Regions from separate parts of the Anas platyrhynchos genome. Here region 2 is linked to region 1. A link is a contact called in public Hi-C data. All regions are on one chromosome and are shown on one strand. Each heading gives the region's core, a stretch centred on a gene start, on an enhancer-like site or on the middle of the called end of the contact. The rest is flanking DNA. Distances are from core to core; before and after follow the strand shown. Region 1 overlaps ITPR1 (inositol 1,4,5-trisphosphate receptor type 1). Region 2 overlaps ITPR1 (inositol 1,4,5-trisphosphate receptor type 1).

Region 1 (5,606 bases), core at 2,327-4,826:
CCTAGGGTAAAGATTACTAAAGACAGACATCTACTTTTAATTACTTGACTGTTCTACTTCGTTTTAAAATTCTGTAACTAAGCATTGAACTAAGAATACGAGAAATGTTAATTTATTGCTTTTCTTGGACTTGCATTTTTTAATGCCATTTTCATAAACCTTCATGGCTATGTAGCACATCAGGAGGTCTGTGAGTGTTGTACAGAGTTGGGTGTGGGAGCTTGCCTTGAGGTCTGGCAGGTGAGGCGTATGAGAAGTGACCTGCCTCGTGCCTTGGAGGTTGTTGGAGGATCAAGAATAGGAGCTTGGTTCCCTTCCTGTTGTAGCCTCCTCAGGAGCACCTTACCTCTGCGAGTGCTTTGAGCAGAGGTTGCCTTAGGGAGCGCGGAAGAGCGCGCCAGCCTCGTCTCCTGGCTCAGGAACAACCTGCATTTCCCTGCCATAAGTGGGTAGCAGCTGGGCCTGCTATCATCTCTAACATAAAGTATGGGTTAACATGTGTGGCTCATGGGAGATTGCACAATCTTGCTGTAATAGCTCTCATGGAAGTTGCTTTTGATCCAAACAGTGGGTTTGTGCGACGGTGGTGGTTCTTAGAGCCAATTCAGTAAATACTTCCAATAGGAGCTGATTAGATTCAGCTGCTCTTCCTTACATTCAGCCTCTGCAAAGAGACGCACCCTAGGGCAGATTGATTGGTGGATTCATGTCAGCAAGAATAAGAAAATCTGGAGAAATATTCCTGCAAAGGCTCTATCACAGCTATTGCTTGCAAAGCTGGTATGGAGGAAGCATCTGGATGGGAGCTTTTTCCACATCTCTGTCGACTGGAGTATATAAGGACCCCAAAAGTAAAACCCCGTCCTGGAAAGGGTTATTCATGTTCAAACTTTCACTTCCCTTTCTTAAATGTTCATGATGCAACAGGGCCAGATAGATGCTTATCTCTTCCCATTGAACTTCCCTCGGCCTCTTTCTCTTGCTGGTAGCTAACTACAGAGCCTACAGAAAATACAGCTGAAGGGCAGCAGTAGCCTCAACGTAGGAAAGTTATCGTCTGGGCTCTGTGTGCAACATAAAAGCCACTTCACACTCTCTGCGACTCACCAGTTAATTTGAGGAGAGCTGTCATTTTGTCCAGGTAGTGTTTGGTGGTAGCTGACTTAGCAGGGGAATAAAGACAACGAGCACGGAAGGCTGGTTCTGGGCTTCTCCATCCTGAGCATGCTCAGGTAAAGCGTGTGGGAAACTACGGGATATATTAGACCAAAGTCTGGTGTTCCTGAGAGAGGGAAGAGGATAGATAACTTCTGGAACAGGCTTGGGTTTCAGCAGCTGTACCTCTGTGTCACGCTGTGGGGTGGCAGACCTCGGGGTCACGCCACTTCCCTTCTGGCCAGCAGCTGGTTGAAAGGGCTTAACCAGCATGAAGAGCAGCTGAATTTTCTGTCTCCAGTCTCAAAGATCACAAGTTAAAATTTAAAAGTCTGAATTAATGGCTGCTAGCAAAGCTGGTAATTAAACAAGTTTGTTGAGACTACAAGTTGCAAGACTGGGGGGTGCGGAGAATCATTTGGCATTTTGTACGTGCCCTACCCTGCATATTTGAAATACTTTATCAGGTAACATTTTGATAAAATCTCTTCCTCTACGAGTTACAATCAGCCATGTAAATAATAAATATGCGTCTATTTATTTTAGCCTTAAAGTTGGACTTTTGAAAACAGAGCAGCTGGGGGAAGTTCTTTGTGTCCCGAGTAGCCCAGACGCGCTGGTCCGAGCAGCTGATCAGCATGTGGCTGTAGCAGGACTTGTACAACTTCTGACTTGAGGAGCAGAAACAAAACTGGATGCATGGGATTGGGTACTGAAACTGCGGGAATTCCAGAGAAACAGAACTTCCCTGCAAGTTCAGGGTTACGCCATCCTCCTGCCAGCAGCTTGTCATGGAGGCCACGTGCTCACAGCAGGCGCTTTCAGGGCAGACTGGGTGTGGACCTCAGTGTCAAGTGAACGCTGTCTTGATGACCTTCATTTTCCAAGGGCAGACACCACTTCCAGTTTGCTCCCAGTCTCTTTCTGTCCCTAGGAACGAGAAACAAGCCTAGGACCAGAACCCACTCTTTTGTGAGTGCTCTCCTGGTCCCTGAGCCCCGTTACAGTCTTTATCTTTTGGTCCTTGTTCTCGTGGTGATGGGCAGCCCACGTGTAGGTGTGTGTCACCAGCAACACCACGGACTTCATTAATTCTAGTTACTTTTGCAGGCCTGCAAAGGCAAGGGGATCTTGCCTTTCTCTTTGTCAAGATACCATTTTCTTGAAGAAAAGCATTTTTTAATGCAAGTTTTAAGAAAAAGATGTCTCATATTCTGCATAAACCTAGGTTAAACAGTATTTCAGGCTGGGTATTTTTCATGGTTCTTTGAGAAGTGTATTTTTAGATACGCAGGCTGATGTTATGTAAGCAGGCAGTCTCATGGGACAGTCTAAATAGAACCAGAAATAGCAAGAGATGAAAAAAAAAATGGTGCAAGGTTTTTTACCAAAAGCATAATAGGAAACTCAGGATGAATATGTGAATCGGGACCTGGACGTATTTGTTGTCTTTCTTCACCTCCATATTCAATCATCTACAGAGTACACTAAAATGAAGAATCCTGTAATACTGTTTATCATTTACATAATGCTTTAGTAATAAGTTTGTAATTAAGCTCTGCTGAAGGCGCTGGGCTCAGACGTTCCACTTAGCACTTTGAAATCAGTAACGTCTGAACACGAGGATTAATGGTGCTCCACCAAAGATAAGATAAAATGGCATTTATTTGGCTATTTTGATTTTGTTTTGCTTGGTATACAAAGTCTTGCGACATTATTTGTTTTGTTCTCCTTCATCCTAGGTACACTAGAGCCCCACTTGTCAGGCCTGCTGTGGACAGCGATGCTGATATCTCTGGCTATAGTCATAGCTCTTCCTAAGCCCCATGGTATCAGAGCCTTAATAGCTTCTACAATATTACGCCTAATATTTTCAGTTGGTTTACAACCTACTTTATTTCTTCTGGGTGCATTCAATGTAAGTATCAAGTTGGTTTTTTTTTTTTGAAGTTCTGTTGCTTCTTATGTAAGGGCTTCTTACCTGCTCCTGAAGGCAAAAATAGGCTGGAACACTGTGGCAGAACTGGGGTAAGGAGTCGTTCCCTCCTCGGTCGTTGCTAGCAGAAGTACTTTGCTGCTGCTCATTTAATTCTGCTTCCCGAAGCCGGAGAGCTCTAAGGTCTCGCTCAGTTTTGTCACAGTCTCGTAACAGCTCCCACCCCAGCCAGAAATGTAAAGAAGTCTCTGTGACCCTCCAGCACTCGGATGTGCGCTCGAACCCGTCTCCTGCTCAGCGACTGAGCTGCAGTATTTACGGGATTGTGTAAGCTGTACTAAACAATGCATTTCCCAAATGTCTGTCTGCAGTCTACCTGCCAGCCAAGAGCTGACACTAAGCAGTTTTGCTACAGTAACGTGTGGACTCAGTATGTAAACTGAGCTGCCAGAAAACTTCATTAATGCTCAAACCCGGATACTTGTGGTTTCTAGGCAAGTAAGCCAAAAATGTTTCTTTGACTGAGTCAGCAGGAGCTGTGCAAAGATGCATCTTCTTGAAGCGTTGGCCTTTATTACAAAGTGCTCAGCTTTAACGTGCATTATTTAATAGTGTTCCTTGTCTCCAAAATGTCACCAAGTGCCGTGTGCTAAAGAATCAGGGTTGCATTGTTAGGATTGTTGCTGTTGTTGTTAATTGCAGTGTTTAGCAGGTTCCAGGTAAGTCGAAGGCAGCTCTCCTTCAGTGCTGATGGCTGGGGCTACACAGGAGGATTCCTGTGTGCCTGATCTGAGAGAGAAATGCTGAGGCAATCTGGAGCACTCACTTATTAGCGAGCAGTAGGGGCTGCTTCAGAAATGTAAGGGCTGCTGGAGGCTAGCAAGTAATTTGATTGCAGAAAGTGCAGAGCTTAAAGGGATTTTTTAGGGCAGTTTACCTCTCACACCAGGGAGTGTTCTTACTTTCTTCTTTAAATCTTGAAGTCCTGATGCCCTTTGACAACCGGCTGGGGACAGGAGTCGATGTTCCTGTTTTATAGACGTGTTCAGTTTTAGTTTTGGCTCGCTGTCTCAGCTGTGCAGAAGATGCAACAGAAAGCAGCCGTTGACTGACACGTAAAATGCTGGCATGTAGCAGACAATTCAGCACTGTTGTTGATGTTGCCATATAGCTGAGTTACCACCAGCTTTGAAAAATTGCCTTTTTTCCTGCAGGCTATGTCTTACAACTAATTTATGATTAATCTTTCCTTAGGTTTGTAATAAAATCATTTTCCTGATGAGTTTTGTGGGCAACTGTGGAACCTTCACTAGAGGATACAAGGCAATGATTATGGATGTAGAGTTTCTTTATCACCTGCTGTACCTCCTGATTTGTGCTCTGGGGCTTTTTGTACATGAATTCTTTTACAGCTTGTTGGTAGGTATTCATTTTGTCTTCATAATGTTTTTCTTCCTATGTGCTTGTAAAGTCCCACCTAGATGTCACCCACTGCTTGCTTTCTGCTTTACAACTGGACGCTGTCGTGCAGGCACTCTTTTGAAAATGGGGCTCTGGTGTGACATGGCACGAGCACAACCTGCCTGGGCTGTGCTCGTGCCATGTCACAGGCCCAGAGGAGTGAGAAATGAAAAGACATTTAAATGGAAAATTTTCTTCCCAACACTAGCTTGGGTGAAAATATTGCTCACTGTTAGTGTGCTGCAGAAGATACTGGTAGTTCACGTGAAAAACAGCCTTTGATTTTGTTTGTTGTCCCCAGCTGTTTGACTTGGTGTACCGAGAGGAGACCTTGCTGAATGTCATCAAAAGTGTCACTCGCAATGGGCGTTCCATCATCCTGACGGCTGTTCTTGCGCTCATCTTGGTGTACCTCTTCTCTATCGTGGGGTACCTGTTCTTCAAAGATGACTTCATCCTGGAAGTAGACAAGCTCCCGAACGAAACGTTATTGCCAGGTTGGTAGCAGTGGCTCATTTTGACTGTTGAAGAAAGTAATGGACTTTTGTTCCCTCGAGCTTGCTGAGTGTCTTCCACTTTTTGTGAGAGATACTGGCTATCTCACAGGTTTGACAGTTTCTTTCTTACCAAGCACTCTGCTTAAATAAATAAAACAGATTGGAGCAAATGGATACCAAATTTACCCTTTAAATTTTGACAAGATGCTGTAATCCACTGCAACATATAGAGAGGTGGGGTAGCAGAACCCCTGAAGACAGCACTCGGGCTTTTCTGCACACACTGAAGATTTCTCCTCTGTTTGCTAAAACAGTTGAGATTATCTAATTCATCTAACACCTACTCCCTCCCCCAGTTTAATTACAAACAGACTTTAGGTAGGCTATCGTGGGGAAGGCTCTGCACTAGGGGGATATTTAGTTCTGCCTCAGTTTGCCAGATTTTGTATGCTTATATTGGCTTTTAATGGTGTGTTCTAGTTTCAACATAAGAAAAATTAATATTTTATCAAAAATAACCCCGTGAATATAAATGAAGGGAAATTACCTTCAAAGCC
Region 2 (6,080 bases), core at 563-3,062, 47 kb before region 1:
TCCTAGATAGAGTTACACATCTGATACTCCTTTACTGAGAGGCGATTTCAGCGCATGGCAAGCCCCAGTTGCAGCGATCTCTGTGATGATGAAAATGATGGAAGGTGCATGCATTTATTGCTGAGAGTTAGGATAGATAAGAGAGACTGTAACTCCAGTTTTTTCTTTATAAGTTCTGAGAGTGCAGAAAGGGAGTGCCCTTTTAGCTGGGTGAATAATACTGGAATTCACCTTGGCAGTAGGAAATCCCCTGCAGAACAGGAAGAACCGTAAAGGGCCGCGGGGCGACATACCTCTGTGACAGCCGGCTGAGCGTGCGGCTGTCTGGAGTATCTGCAGTGCTGGGTGCTGTGGAAATGAAGGGACCAACAAGCACGCTTTGATCCTGTTGCTTGTACTCTGCCTAGTCCCTGTGCTTTCTAAGGAGGGATTTATCCTGAATTTGCTTTTGGTGTCACTCCTGAAAAGGAGGGAGAGGAGGGAACTAGGAGTTTTCTGAGAAGCAGTATAATGTTGTTTGTTTTTAACATTTACTAATGTAGGCTGAGGACCATGATCTGTTCTGGCAGAAATATCCCAGTAGGATTTTTAAGCCTTTGTAGATGTTTTCCAAGCTCTGCAGCATCCCGTATTGCAGCAGGGTTCCTGTCGAACGCTTATTTTGGGGACAGAAATTATGATGCATTAAAAACGAAAGTCATTCTTGCAGCATTTCCAAAGCATTCTGGTTCCTGTAAAGCCTGAAAGTTCACAGACCTTCAGCACAGGGTCTGCATAAGACCGGTATTAAAACAGAGAGTAGAAGAGGTATCTCGAAAGATTGAGGGAAAGCATGATTTGTTTTAATTAAAACAAATGAACAAACAAACCAGCAAAGCCCAGTGTTGCTTTGGGTTTTGTCGTGACCTTAGGGCGTGCTTTGTTCAGAGCTTGTCCTTTGGCTTGCTGCAGAGCTGCTGATGGTATCAGGCTGATGTGTGGGGCTGCAGAGCTCAGCAGAGGGGTCTTAGCATTGGCTCTGGGCAGGTGTCTCAGGTAGTGAAGAATTCCCCAAGGCAGGGTGCTGGCGTGTTCTCTGTGAGAGCCCTTGGGCTGAGTCTTTAATTTACTCCTCACTGGGCTTGCACTGGTGTGACTTTGTTCTTGGTGTAGCTGTTGGCAATGCTGCTCTTTCAGAGAGAAGGTCCAGGACCGAGCTAAATTTTTCAAGAGCCACCAAGTGTGAATCTTTACACAAGAATGATAACTAACCCTCAGTTGTAATTGGGCACAACGGCTTAATTGACTTTTAATTGAATCCCTAATCCACTCAAATATCCAAACATGATGCAAAAGCAGATTCTGCAGCTTTTCAGAAGCCGCGTTGGGATGGTGAACTCCACCTCGGGTTCCCTGTGATCCCAGAGGACAGCAGCACATTTCCCTCTGCATCGGGCATTTGTTTGCAGGGCCGCTCTCTGCCCAGACAGGTGTCTGGGGACAGCGCGGCCCAGTTTCCGCACGTCTCGGGCACCAAAACACATGCGTCTGAGAGAAATCTTAATATTTTTATGGACTGAAAAGGAGAGAAGTGTGAGCGCTGACCTGCAGGTGGCATGCTCAGGATGCTGAATGGGGCTGGGAGATGTCCTACTTTTTACTTTTTTTTTTTTTTTCCCCTCCCAGCCACATTGCAGCGAACTGCTCCATTGGGCACCTGCCAACATTCAGGCAGCAGTTACATAAGAACAGCTTTTTTTCCTGGAATTTAGGCCCGCTGCTGATGTGTGACCTTCAGCGGCGATTGCCAATAAACGTGGTGGAGCTGTTTACAGTTACCTCGGCCCGCGGCTGCCAGCAGCCGAGCCTCCGCCGGTGCCGCAGCGTGTGTGCACCGCTGCCTCTCGTGATAAAGACGTTCCCCTGAGGTGGGGTCCCTGCGTGGCTCGGAGGGGCTGGCCGTGGGCGAGGGGTGAGGGCAGGCAGCTCTGTCACGCTGCGTCCATCTGCAGAGCCGCTGCAGAGCCGTGCCGGAGCCGTCCTGCCCCGAGCTGTCCCTGGCTGGCCCCTGGCTGCAGAGAGCCAGCAAGAGCCTGAAAGATCAAGCCCAGCAAAACGCCCGGAACAGCCTGAGTTTCCATTGTCATTACGTGGTACTAAGGATGTGCAGGATTTGAAGTAAAAAACAAACACACACAAAAAAAAAACAACAATCAAGTAAAACCCCACTTACATTTTTTTAATTCAGCAATGGTACTTTATACAGCTGACGAAACAATAACCAGCAAAATGCACCTGCAAAAACCCACTCAATATAGGCTTTTTGGTTCTCTTACCTCTTCACTTTTTTCTTGAGGTTTCAGCTAGGTGAAAAAGGGAAGCGAAAATTCAGGTTCAAAGGGGATTGACTGAAGAAGTAACCTTTACTGTGCTGTTTATCAATGATAAACTACAAAGCTGTAGTGGCTGAGCAAGGTGCAAAATATAGGCTACTTTGTACGTCTTTTGATTGGAATTGGAAAATTTCTTAACCTCCTGAGTGCCGGAGAGAGGCAGTTTTAAATTTTCTTTGCAGAGAGCTCGTACGACAGTCATCTCTCTTGTGTATTTTGCACTTAGACAGTGCTTCACTTGTTATGTCTCAAGTAGAGGAAATGCAGGCTCTAATAAATTTTTGTGGGCTGCCTTATATTTTTTTTCCTTCAGAAATCCTACAATCTTTGGACTGTTTTTATTGCACAAACTGGAACTAGAGTTGGTAAGCTCTTTGGAAAAGGAGACTGGAACTTTTCTCATAGTTATTTGTAAAAATAACAACAAAAACTTGCACCCTCTTTCTAGTTAATTAAAAATACTAATGTAGGATGTGTAGAGAAGGTAGTCCTTCATATGTTCAGTTACTGTGGGAGACCTGCAGGACCGAGTGTTTAAGAGAAGCAAGTGGGATTGCATTGCCAGTGAAGGTCAGTGGCATATCAGAGGCTGAGGTCTCTAGCTCTAGGGAAGCCCCCGCCCAAGTAAAACACCCTGCTTCGACTGAAAACTCTGGAAAGTTAAAGAAGGAAGTCCCGCGGGCAGATCTCGGTGACCTTTCAGTCCAGGCGCTGACGGTCCTTACGCCAAAATTCCCACCTCATCGTCTGGCAGTGCACAAAGGCTCTGCAAATTCCCTGAGATAAGGGCGGGAGGGGAAAAAAAAAAAAAAAAAAAGAAAAAAAGAAAGTGAGCACTGCTCATGCCGGGGACAGCCACGTCCCCGTGCTGGGTGCAGGGTGCGGGCGCTGCCACGCGGCTGGGGCAGAGCCGGGGGCTGCCCGTGCCCCTGGAAAGCCCCCACAGCTCCTGCAAGGGGAGCCCATGCCCTGAGAGCGAGCTGCTGCACAGCTTGCACCGCCTCGTAATCGAGGCAGGGTAAAACCCTCCGGCACCTGCTAAAAATACGCCGCACAGCATGGGTCGTTACAGGGGAAAGCTGCCATGTGGGATGTTCGGCAAACAGGTTCAGTGCTCTTGGGTCCCAGTTATTCCCCGCTGTCCTGAAACTTACCCATGGCAAGTCAAGTACGTGTTTGACAGACACACCCACAGATCATCTGCAGAGGCTAGAACTTTGCCACCCAGCCCTTTTCTTGGTGCTGCGAGGTAACACCGTTGGCCCCGTGAAGGAGGCTTCGCGAGTAACCTGTGCAGAGTTACCCGCAGCTACTGCAAACTTGCAAAGCCCAGCAGCATGACTTGTTCTGCCTGGTGTCGTCAGTCGGGAGAGGTGGTAGGAGGGCAGCATTTCACTTTTGCTTTGTGTGTTTAAAGTAAGAGCTGTACTAAATGTGTTCCGCAGAGAGAAGAGGAGAGGAATTCAGAGAAGGGAGGAACACAGTGGAGAGGGGCTGCCGGGATGGTACCCAAAAAGCCTGTCCCAGCTGGGTCTCCAGCTGATACCACAATAGTTAAGGCAGAGAAGCCAGGGGCAGTGGTTTGAGCATGCTGTATCTGAGATCTTTACCGTAGTTCTTGACATCTGGATACACAACCCAGCTATCAGCAGCCCAACATGTTGGCTAGCTGACTCTGTAGTTGTTTTTCCCCTCTTTCCTCCTCAATGCCAGATCTCTCTGCTCGCCACCCCGATAACGAGATGCCATATGCGGGGAGTTGGGTCAGTTCCTGCATTCCCAGCTTTCAGGGCCAGAAGGCACCATTCGGCGATACAACCCGGCTTCCTGAGCAACGCAGGGCATCTCCCAGTTCTGCACCACGCCAAATAAACACAGCTTGCCCAAACTCCTTCACAGTGATGTTTACTTCATTGATCATGACCCAGAGGAGAGGTGAGGTGCTTTGGAAAGCGGCATCGGCCTGGGCAAGTTAAACAGCTGGGGGTTTGCCACCTGTCAGTCCTCTGAACTTAGGGTGGAAATGGAGGAGGCTTCTGCTTTTTGGGTGCAGTTTTATCCATTTTTTGGTCAAAATTTCAAAGCTGAAGGCTGAAGAAAAAAAGATCACTTTTTTTTGTGTGTGTGTGTTTGTATGTGTGTGCTCACACACGTGCAGCTTTTTCTGATAAGATTCTTTTCCACCCATTTTCTAACTTTACAATCAGAGCTGTTTTCTGTCCTGTGTTGCTGAAGTCGTTACTTGGAGGAGACCCCATCTATGTGAACCGGAGTCTCCGCCTGCCTTTTAAATGTGTGTCAGGCCTTTTCAGCACTTCTGTTCTAGATGTTTACTACATAGTTGAGTTTAAAAAAATAATGAGAAAAGCAGTCCTGAGGCTTCCAACTTAAATGAAAATCTTTCTGCATTTCCTCAAACCATTTTCACTTTTTTTTATCCCCAATGCTAGGTGTCTGAATTTTCCGTGAGAGGCAGCATTAGGCAACTTTCATCGTGATTTTTTTATATTTTTAATGCAAATGAAAATAAAACATTTATACCTTCTTCAAAACCAGATAGAAAAGACAAAAACCTCTTCCATATGTCGTTGAGATGAAGTGAGTTCAGGCTTGAGCTGTCGCTTGCTGTGGTGGTTTTTGAGGTGGACACCTCCAGTGTTGAGTCAGATGAAGACCATTCTGGGAAACACGCGCAGCCCGTGTTGGGGAAATGGATGTTAGAGGCATTACAGTCACCGACAGGTCAAAGAAATTGCAGTTCTCCTGTTATGGCTAATGATGAGTGGTTTATTTGCCAGCCTTGTGGGAATGGAAACTTAAAAGGAAGAGGGTTTTTTTACAGCAAATTGAAAGGAACTTTTGCTACCGCTAGTGAAAAGGAAAAACATCGTGCTCCTCTCTGACCCTGCCGCCCATTACATTTCGGTTTAAAAGCCGCCCGCTTCATGCGTGCCATTCACCTGGCCTCTCCGAGGGAAGGGTCTTCCTGGTCCCTGAGCTTACTGCCCTGTTGCCCCTTCCCCCCAGAGCTGTCACTTTTCTTCTGGGTGCAGAACCGAGGTGTATGGAGGCACAAGAAATGTAGCAAAATTACTGCTTCAGTCTACTCTCCCTATTCAATCCTTCTTGTAAAACGTAAGCTAATATTGTGCTTTTGCAGTACAAAGGATGGTGTAAAGAACAGCACAGTAGCTATAGCTGAGTAATTCTTTCCTGGTTTAACCCATTTAGATGTGAAGAATTAACAATTGCAATATTTGGAGTGTGTGTTCTTACTGAAAGATTGCTGAAAGCTATGGTAATTTTGAATGATCCATCAGAGCCTTGCCAAGGCCAGTGGTTTCTGCTTGCAGATGAGTTTGTGAGGCTGGTCCTGACATGCTGATCTATTTATACATGCTGTCTGTGCTAAAGTGGGAAGGCGCAGGAGTTTGCAAACTGGAATGTTTACTTTTCCCCTCTTCAGTTTAAGTTGAAAAGATCAAACTAATTCAGTGCTGATTCTTCATCTCTGCTGGTTTTCAGCCCCAAAATGTACATGCAAGTTTGATTAATTTGGGGTCACAATATAAGTCTGGGAATAAGGTCATTTTCATTAGGAATCCCAAGTCCAGTCCATCATCTCACTGCAGTCATATCCACTTAATCTCCCAAGGAGCCCAATTTCTCTTGCAGAGTTACGCACAATTTATGTGCTGTAATTGATAA

Evidence for each region. Hi-C and Micro-C count contacts between places; a contact is called where the count stands out from the background.
Region 2: a Hi-C map of liver shows a contact between it and region 1, with 2.8 times the contacts expected there. The contact joins two enhancer-like sites. A contact is called at or near these places in 3 of 8 Hi-C or Micro-C datasets (liver and skeletal muscle).

Annotation. Positions count from the first base shown.
Region 1 is chr13:1,866,996-1,872,601 of IASCAAS_PekinDuck_T2T, reverse strand. It overlaps ITPR1 (inositol 1,4,5-trisphosphate receptor type 1), which reads left to right. Exons shown (of 57, transcript XM_072044593.1): 49 at 2,898-3,073; 50 at 4,346-4,510; 51 at 4,854-5,049. Among named protein-coding and RNA genes, the nearest start is that of BHLHE40, 66 kb to the right of the region's middle. Within about 2 kb of position 3,576, at least 3 of the 8 cell types and tissues checked have an H3K27ac peak or open chromatin away from gene starts, as enhancers often do.
Region 2 is chr13:1,912,188-1,918,267 of IASCAAS_PekinDuck_T2T, reverse strand. All of the region lies in intron 37 of ITPR1 (inositol 1,4,5-trisphosphate receptor type 1), which reads left to right. Among named protein-coding and RNA genes, the nearest start is that of ITPR1, 94 kb to the left of the region's middle. Within about 2 kb of position 1,812, at least 2 of the 8 cell types and tissues checked have an H3K27ac peak or open chromatin away from gene starts, as enhancers often do.